Linked DNA regions of Mus musculus: all the other regions are linked to region 1. The links are chromatin contacts, called in public ChIA-PET and promoter capture Hi-C maps. All regions are on one chromosome and are shown on one strand. Each heading gives the region's core, a stretch centred on a gene start, on an enhancer-like site or on the middle of the called end of the contact. The rest is flanking DNA. Distances are from core to core; before and after follow the strand shown. Region 1 holds the start of Nol10 (nucleolar protein 10). Region 2 has its middle 34 kb from the start of Odc1. Region 3 holds the start of Kcnf1 (potassium voltage-gated channel, subfamily F, member 1).

Region 1 (2,725 bases), core at 196-2,695:
AAGAATTATAAAAGCATAAAATTAATCCATCTAAGCTAAGATAATGCAAACTCTTGAAATGATGGGTTTTAATTTCTATATGGAGTGAGTGCACCCAATGTGTGTGCATATTCCTGTGTTAAGATAGAGTCACACAATGTAAGCTCTGTCGCCCAGGCTGAACACAAGCTCACAAATGTCCTGTCTCAGCGCCCTAAGCACTGGGATTATAAACGTGTCTCTTTGCCAGCCAAATGTATTTCTTACAAAGAATAGAAACAGACCTATGACTGGCCTAATAGACGACCCTGGATAAGAAGTGGTTTTTACCAGCACATTCACTGGAAGCTGATTTTCTTCTACAGGCAACAGTTGAATGAACAGCAACCAAAGCACTAGTCAGTTATCGTGACACTGAGTGGCTGGGTCTCTACCGGGACAATTTTGCTTCCCAGATGGCTTATGGCAAGTCTTTACATTTTAGTCTGTCATCACAATTGGATCTTGTAGGTATGGACCAGGGATGCTGGCAAACAACACTAGCAACAAGACTTGTCCAGCTTAAAACGTCAATAAATTTGAGGTTAAATGCCCCCAATAGAAAAAAAAATCCTTTCTAAAAGGGAAAAGTCAATGTACTATTCTTACTAGTTATGGCAAAATAATCTCTAAACATGTGAACTCACCTCCCTAGACCCTAAGTATACACCAAGGCAGTCTGCATTTGGAACAGGATGAGACTTTAAACAGACTAAGGGTGAGCCACAGTCCTCCTCTCTGCAGTCTGTGACTGTATTGCTCTGACTGTTTTCAGGCAATAAGGTTTTTAATTAAAGCACGTGAGAGTAGTTTCTAAACAGTTAGCACGTTCTTACACGTGAACCCAATGCAGGCAAAACAACGGTCTTGTCTTAGGGTTTTTATAGTGTGATAAAATACCATGACCAAACGCATCTTGGGGAGAAAAGAGTTTATTTCAGCCACACTTCTACATCACGGTCCATCACTGAAGAAACTCAAACAGGGCAAGAACCTGGAGGCAGGTGTTTATGCAAAAGCCATGGAGCAGTACTGTTTACTGGCTTGCTGGGCCTGCTTTCTTATAGAACCCAGAGCCATAGCCCAGGAACGGCACCACCAAGGGCTGAGCTCTTCCCCATCAATCATTAAGAAAGTGTCCTACAGCTAGATCTTATGGGGGCATTTTCTCAATTGAGATTCCCTCCTTCCAGTTAACTCTAGCTTGTGTCAAGTTGACATAAAACCAGCCACCACGGTCAGCCGATGGTAAGTTAGAGATACACGCTCCCAGGGCGATGGCGAGGGGGCGAGAACTCACCTCGGGAAGAGACTTGCCGCAGCTGAGGCTGTAAATCTTCACTTCGTTGAGGCTGGAGACCTGCATCGCAGCGCGGAGCAGCCGGAGCCCGGCACGCAGTCACAGAACGCCGGCCCACCCGAATACCCTAGCATCCAAACCCGAGGCGAACCGGCACAACGTGCGGGAACTGGCGCGAGCTGATGACGCACTTCCTGGCTCCGGAAGTGCGCGCTCACTAGGCTGCCCCAGGGCGGAGGCACTAGAGGCGGCAAGAGCGGGTCCGGGGAGATGTGCTCTGGGGTTGGAAAAAGCGAAAATGAAAAGAAAAATCGTACGAGAAAGCATGAGATGGGGAAGTGAGTTTGAACCTGATATCGTTTGAGACTAGAATGTGACAGTTATAACCACTTACCATTTTTAGGAAGTTCTGTTGTCCACATCAGAGGCCTTGGGATGACTTTCTAACAGCAGAGGACCCTCGCCAGTCTTTCTCTATATCCTCTTCCAAACACATTATGAAAAGACGAGTCTGGGAAAGAGAGAATGGTTAAGTAATGCTTTCTCCAAAGTCATGTGAAACCACTATCAAACCCTGGCTCCAGTCGACTCTTTGATAGGCACTTACGCTCTCATAGTCAGGGTCCACTCAAGCCCTCTCGGCAACTACGGTCGGGTGCTTTCATCTTCATTTGCCCCTGGGCCATGGCTCACTAGTTCCTGCTGGCTTTGCAAAGGCTTGTACTCTGGTGGAAGCCTTTTCTTTCTGAGCAGAGCGATCTGCTACAGAACTTTTCTGTGCTGTTTCTCTATCAAGTAGTGTTGGCACAGTCCCCGGACTCCCAGGTCTTAAGATGGTGCCATGTAGACACCACTCAGACCACCTTGTGCTGAGTTGCAGGTCCCTGTCAGCCCCTTAAAGTTCAAACAGCTGCTTCACTCCTTTCTGGGACGACTGATCTTTCCTCTGGGATCACCCATAGATGTGCTCAAGAATTTTTGACTTAGGTGATTGAAACAGTACCTTCTTGTGCTCGTATTCCAAATTAGACTGAGGAATTGCCAATTCCCAAGCGAGGCACAGTGACCCCCACCTAAAATTCTAGTGTCTAAAAGACTGAGACTGGAGAATTACCAAGGCCTGGATTACAGTCTCAACAAAAATAAATAAATAAATAAATGTATAAAGAGGTTAGAATCCCAAAACTTAGCGTGTAATATCTCAACTCAATCAAAAGTTATTTTGTGTCTTCAAAACTAGAAAATTCTCTGGCCTCCAGACCTTAGTTGTGATCTATTTATCACCACAATTGCCTGCCAGCACCATGACTGCCTACTTCTAAAACCAGCTTCCTTAATTCACTGTTCCACCATGCACTTTTTATTAGCTCAATGCTGTCTTCATAGTCACCTTGGCTAAATCTGTAG
Region 2 (2,779 bases), core at 242-2,741, 160 kb before region 1:
TCTGTGCATGTACATACAGGTTCCTGTAGAGGCCAGAACAAGGTGTCAGATTGCCTGGAATTACAGATGATTGTGAGACACCTCAATATGGGTGCTAGGGATGGAATTCAGGAAGAGCAGCCAGCACTCATGTGCTGTGGAGTCATTTGCTGTAGCACAAAATAACATCTGGATTAAAACATTATTTAGATTTGTTATTTTATATGTATAGTCAGAAGACAGTGTCAGGTCCCCTGGACTGTAGCTATGGATGGCTGTGATCTGCTCTGTGGATGCTGGATGCTGAACCTGCATCTTCTGGAAGAGCAGAAAGTGCTCTTAACTGCTGAGCCAATTTCTCTAGCCTCCAATGATTATATTTAAAAAACAAAAACCAAAAAAAAAAAAACTTACAAGACTAATGTCATGGGAAGAGAATGGAGAAATAAGTAGGAAAACCAACAAACAATAAAAAAAAGTCCAGCGCGTACAGCGAAATGTTTCATGAACCTAGTCTTTAAAAAAAAAGTATCCTGTCCGGCATGGTGGGATGTACTTTTAATCCCAGCACTTGGGAGGCAGAGGCAGGTGGATCTCTAAATTTGAGGCTAGCCTTGTCTTTATAGTGAGTCCCAGGATAGCCTGGGATACATGGAGAAGCCCTGTCTCAGAAAACTAAAAAGGAGTGTCCATTCATTTTTTTTAAAGATTTATTTGTTTTTATTTTATGTTCATTGGTGTTTTGCCTGCATGTATGATTGTAAAGGTATCAGATCTTCTGGAATTGGTAGTACAGCCAGCTGTGAACAGTCATGTGGGCACTAGGAATTGAAGCCCAGGTCCTCTGGAAGAGCAGCAGCCAGTGCTCTTAACTGCTGAGCCAACTCTCCAGTCCCAAGACCCATACATTTTCTAAAACAGGAGATTCATAGAGGTAACCGAGATATCTGAATGTTAGTTACTTCTCCTGCTGTTGTGTGGGACACCTGACAAGAAAAAGGGAAAAGAGCTTGTGCTGGTTCACAGTTTCAGGGAATACAGCCCATCATGGTTGAGAGGTCACAGAGCCAAGGGTCCCTCTCCACCCTCAGTCAGGAACAGAGAGAGTTGCCTGTGGTCTGCCCATTTCCCTTTTATTCAGACAGGGACCTGAGCCCATAGCATAGAGCTGCCCACATTCAGAATGGCTTCTTTCTGTCTCAATGTGCTTAACCTTAACACTCCCTTGCAAACCTGCCAGACCTTTGTTATCGAGGTCACTCTAGATCCTGACAAAGTGACAGTCGATATCAACCACCATAACAGGTTCTTATTTTTTATACTGTTTCTCGTAGTTTTCTGTGCTTTGTTGCTTTTTAAAATTCCTGCAACAGACTTGTGGTACGATCTATGGTCGTCAGGAGGAAAACCACACTCACACTTTAAAATTTCAAAGGTGACTGACTGGGTGTGGTGGCACATGACTTCAATCCCTGCATTTAGCAGGCAGAGGCAGAGGCAAGCAGATCTCTCTGAGTCAGAGGCAGCGACAGAAGTAAGCAGATCTTTGTGAGTCAGAGGTTAGCCTAGCCTACATCCTGAATTCCAGGCCAACTTGGGCTACATAGTAAGCCTGCTTCAATTAAAAATATATATGTATATACATACACTCTATGTCTATGTCTATGTCTATATCATCTATATCTATATCTAATCTATCAGTCCTATTTTTCTTTATGACAGTAGACAGGACTTGGGGGGTTTTCTTCCTGGCCTGCTGGAGTACAGCAAGGCTTGGCTCAGAGACTTCCCACACACAGGGACCAGGGACCAGAGACTAGGGACCAGGGACAGGGGACCAGGCCTCACTCTGGTGTGCATGGGAAATTATAGCTGTTCTCCAACTCAAGGCAGTGCCACCCAAAAGGAGGGTCTCATATCTTAGCCATTGAAGGAGTTTATTCGCTATCTTTATTCACTACCTAGTGGATGGCCTTGGGCAAGGATGGGCTTCTCTGGTTCTTAACCTCCTCCCTCCAGATGGAGAGAATGTCACCAGTTCTCTTCACCCACTTAGTTGTGTGGACAGACGGCTAAGAGCATAAGGCTGCTTGAGGAACCTCTCTATCAGGGCCCAACCCTAGCAATTTTTACCTCTCGGAGCCTGGCACTCTGAGCAACCCAATTGCAAAACAATTGTTATTCGCTGGAGCCCATCAAGTAACAATTACTGAGTCCTACTCACTTTCAAGGCCAACTCAGCGAGCTGTTACATCACTCCGCTTCCCCCCACACCCGCTGGGAAGCCTCTCCCGCCTGCAGGCTCTGACTCAAGGGATCACAATGAACACGGAGCTTGGAGAAAGGCCCCAGCTCTCGTGAGGCAAAGACGAGCCTTGGGCAGTACCCTGCCCCCAGGCTTGTCATATCCGGTGCAGAGCGGTTGGGATTTCGTCACTCAGCCTTGGGCTCTATTCCATAGGGGGACACCATGAAGCTGGGACTTTGCACAGTTAAGATGCCTGGCTCACACAAAACAGATCTGCCCCACGAAGGTCCCTCTCTTCCATGGCCCCTCAGTCCTTGTCTCCCCTTAACCACCTCTTCTGGCAACCCCTTGCTCCCCAGGGAGCATCAATTCAGTAGCCAGCCTTTCCTTTTCCATCTTCTGCATTCAGGTCCAGCTTCACCTCAGGGATCCTTGCTCCTCAGTGGGTCCAGCTGGCTGCTAGACAGGAGCACGTAGGTGCAGGTCCCACCAGGAGTGTCCCCTTAGCTATATCTGTAGCATCTGCACTTAACACAGAACAGGAAGAAGTCT
Region 3 (3,035 bases), core at 362-2,861, 170 kb after region 1:
TACCAAGGAAAGGGGCCTTGGAGCCTAGCAGACTAAATCCCAAGTGCAGTGGGTGATGGTGGCAGTTACTTGATACCTTATTTTCTCAGAGAGCAGCTGGTAACTGAGTAAAAATATATATATATATGTATGTATGTATATGTATATATACATATACACACACACATATATATACACATATGTGTATATATACATATACACACATATAATGTATATATATTTACACACACACACACACACATGGCACCCAGAGTGCTAGGGGTACAGTGCTCTTATATTAGTGTTCACTGTTATTGCCATTCAACCTTTCTCATCCTCAATTTCCTATTCAGAGTAACACACCATGGAGAGGTGCTAAATGGAAATAAAATCAAAATTGTTAAAATATTTCCCTAATAAAAATTTGTGTACTGTATTCTACTGCATCTGACTTTTATATCACCCCATTAAAGAAAATACTGCTAGTGGCCCAGTATACCAGTTTCATGATTCATAAACAGGCATGGTCTTGAGCGGCTAAGAAATCCAGCTTACAGAACACATTTTAATGGTCTTTTTCAACAAGCAGTTTTAGAGTCACAGAAAATTTGTACAGAAAAATGCAGTTTCCCAGACCCTTGTCTCTACAGCTTCCCCCACAATCAGTACCCCCTCCCTCTACTGTCAACATCCCTGTAGGAGTGAAATGCTTGTCACAGTGGAGGAAATTCCAGGAATGGAGCATCTGTCATTACCCACATGGCCAAAGTGTCCTTTAGGACCCCCTCTTGCTTTTGTGCATCCTGTGGGTTTTGACAAGTGTGAATGACATGTTTGCCACCACACAATCAAACAGAATAGCTTAACTGTCCTATTCACCCCTCTTACTGGCTCTTCCTGTTCATCTCTCCAACTGTGTGTGTGTGTGTGTGTGTGTGTGTGTGTGTGTGTGTGTGTCAGTGTGTGTGTGTATGAGAGAATCCCTAGCCTAGGATAGCTTCCACCTCTAGAGGATAACCTTGAACTTCTGACCTTGCCCTCCTTTCCTAAGTGAGGGAAAGCTTGGATCATAGACCTCACCCCCACCTCACCCCCACCCCCACATCCCAAGCCCAGTTTATGTGGTACGGGATAACAAACACAGGGCCTTATGCATGCTAGGCAAAGGACTCTACCAAACTGAGCTACATCTCGGCCCAGCTTATGTTTTTAAATCCAATTCCAGGCCATAGCTAGATCCAGGGTTGATAACCCCGATGGTCAAGAACCTGGATTTGAACCAGAGATGTTCTCTGCCTCAGGAAAGATGAGAGGGAATATAGGGGCATCCAACTGGAAGAACTGATTTCTCTCAAAGTAGAGGGGGTTATGGGCACAGGGGTCATAGGAATCCAAGGCTCTGGGAGCTAATGGTGATGATGTTGTCCTGCTGGAAGCTAGCAGCTAGGCTAGCAGGAGAACCCTGGGTGAAGTGATGGCTAAGCTTTCCTCCCTTTTCATCTTGTGACCTGAAGCAATTTCCTCTTTATTGTGAAGGCTGGGACAAGTTGTGGTACAAGGTCACACCACCACCAGCAGGGCAGTGCTTAGGAGTGTCAAGGACTTATCCAGGGCCTACCGAAGCCTAGGACAGAAGGAGTGTGCCCAAGGAGTGCGCGGCTGCCCCTTGAGGGACTTGGTAAGCAACAGAGGTTCTCTTTCCTCTCTCACCTAGCTGGGCAGGAGGGATTTGGCAGCCTGAGCCGGGCTGGCCTTAAAGCTCTGGATCTTAACCTCTGAGCCCTCAGACTCAGCGGGTGGCGCCGGTGGCAGGGCGGCGGCAGCTGTGCAGGTCTGCCCAAGGGTTAACTCATTCCTGGGCAGCTGCAGCGCGTGCGGTGCGAAATCTCACCAGAAGAGGGTACAGTAGCAAAGCGTTTGACGTCAGGCTGGAATTCCTATTGTGTTTCGGACCCGCTCCGGCAAAGCCACTCCAAGTTAGCTCTCTATACAGCCCGGATCGCGCAGCTCTCGGGCTGACCCACCTCTGCCGCTCAACCGGGGAAGGAGGACGCTGCCTACGAGAAGAACCAAGTCCTGTCCCGGACCGAGCTGAAGGAGCCCGTGGGTGAGTGTCACCGGAGGCCACCGGCCGCAGAGTCCCCCGCCAGCGCTCCTGGATGCCCGCGTGCAGCCCCGCCACTGGGTGCATGGCTCCCTTGCGGCGCGCCCCAGCCTGCCTCCGCCCGCTGTGAGTGCCTTTTCCGGCAGGTGGTTGTTGTCCCCTAGGGCCTCGCATTGGCAGCGGCTGCGGCAGGGCTCATGGAACCGGGGCTTGCAAGCGAACCCGCGGGGAGCATGGACGCATCTGCTGAGCAAAGCCTCCCGGAGCCAGGCAGCCAGGACTCCGTGGCAGGCGAAGACATTGAGATCGTGGTAAATGTGGGGGGCGTGCGGCAGGTGCTCTACGGAGACCTGCTCAGCCAGTACCCTGAGACCCGGTTGGCAGAGCTCATCAACTGTTTGGCGGGGGGCTACGACACCATCTTCTCTCTGTGCGACGATTACGATCCGGGCAAGCGCGAATTCTACTTTGACCGGGACCCAGACGCGTTCAAGTGTGTCATTGAGGTATACTATTTCGGGGAGGTCCACATGAAGAAGGGCATTTGCCCCATCTGCTTCAAGAACGAGATGGACTTCTGGAAGGTGGACCTCAAATTCCTGGATGACTGTTGCAAGAGCCATCTGAGCGAGAAGCGCGAGGAGCTGGAGGAGATCGCGCGCAGGGTGCAGCTCATCTTGGACGACCTGGGTGTTGACGCTGCTGAGGGCCGCTGGCGCCGCTGCCAGAAGTGTGTCTGGAAGTTCCTAGAGAAGCCGGAGTCTTCATGCCCTGCGCGGGTGGTGGCGGTTCTATCCTTCCTGCTCATCCTTGTCTCCTCCGTGGTCATGTGCATGGGTACCATACCCGAGCTGCAAGTGGTGGACTCCGAAGGCAACCGCGTGGAGCACCCAACGCTGGAGAACGTAGAGACGGCTTGCATCGGCTGGTTCACTCTGGAGTACCTGCTGCG

What was found. ChIA-PET counts read pairs in DNA pulled down with a chosen protein or histone mark. Capture Hi-C pulls out chosen DNA fragments and counts their contacts.
Region 2: an RNA polymerase II ChIA-PET map of effector CD8 T cells shows a contact between it and region 1, with 10 read pairs. The contact joins the enhancer-like site here to the promoter of Nol10 in region 1. A contact is called at or near these places in 1 of 39 promoter capture datasets (liver), 2 of 484 Hi-C or Micro-C datasets (muscle stem cells and nephron progenitors), 2 of 115 datasets of contacts at active chromatin or transcription factors (effector CD8 T cells and memory CD8 T cells) and 3 of 9 other capture datasets (adipose tissue, embryonic stem cells and liver).
Region 3: a contact with region 1 is called in a promoter capture Hi-C map of pancreatic islet. The contact joins the promoter of Kcnf1 here to the promoter of Nol10 in region 1. A contact is called at or near these places in 3 of 39 promoter capture datasets (embryonic stem cells, hippocampal neurons and stem cell-derived epiblast-like cells), 1 of 484 Hi-C or Micro-C datasets (embryonic stem cells) and 2 of 9 other capture datasets (liver and pancreatic islet).

Annotation. Positions count from the first base shown.
Region 1 is chr12:17,347,213-17,349,937 of GRCm38.p6, reverse strand. It overlaps Nol10 (nucleolar protein 10), which reads right to left and starts at 1,445. Exons shown (of 21, transcript NM_001008421.1): 1 at 1,319-1,445. The coding sequence starts at 1,384. It overlaps Gm46336 (a long non-coding RNA gene), which reads left to right and starts at 1,536. Exons shown (of 2, transcript XR_001780553.2): 1 at 1,536-1,656.
Region 2 is chr12:17,509,858-17,512,636 of GRCm38.p6, reverse strand. No RefSeq gene overlaps it. Among named protein-coding and RNA genes, the nearest start is that of Odc1, 34 kb to the left of the region's middle. Within about 2 kb of position 1,491, at least 97 of the 459 cell types and tissues checked have an H3K27ac peak or open chromatin away from gene starts, as enhancers often do. A contact at or near this core is called in effector CD8 T cells, memory CD8 T cells and muscle stem cells, where this site is marked.
Region 3 is chr12:17,175,464-17,178,498 of GRCm38.p6, reverse strand. It overlaps Kcnf1 (potassium voltage-gated channel, subfamily F, member 1), which reads left to right and starts at 1,611. Exons shown (of 1, transcript NM_201531.4): 1 at 1,611-3,035. The coding sequence starts at 2,281.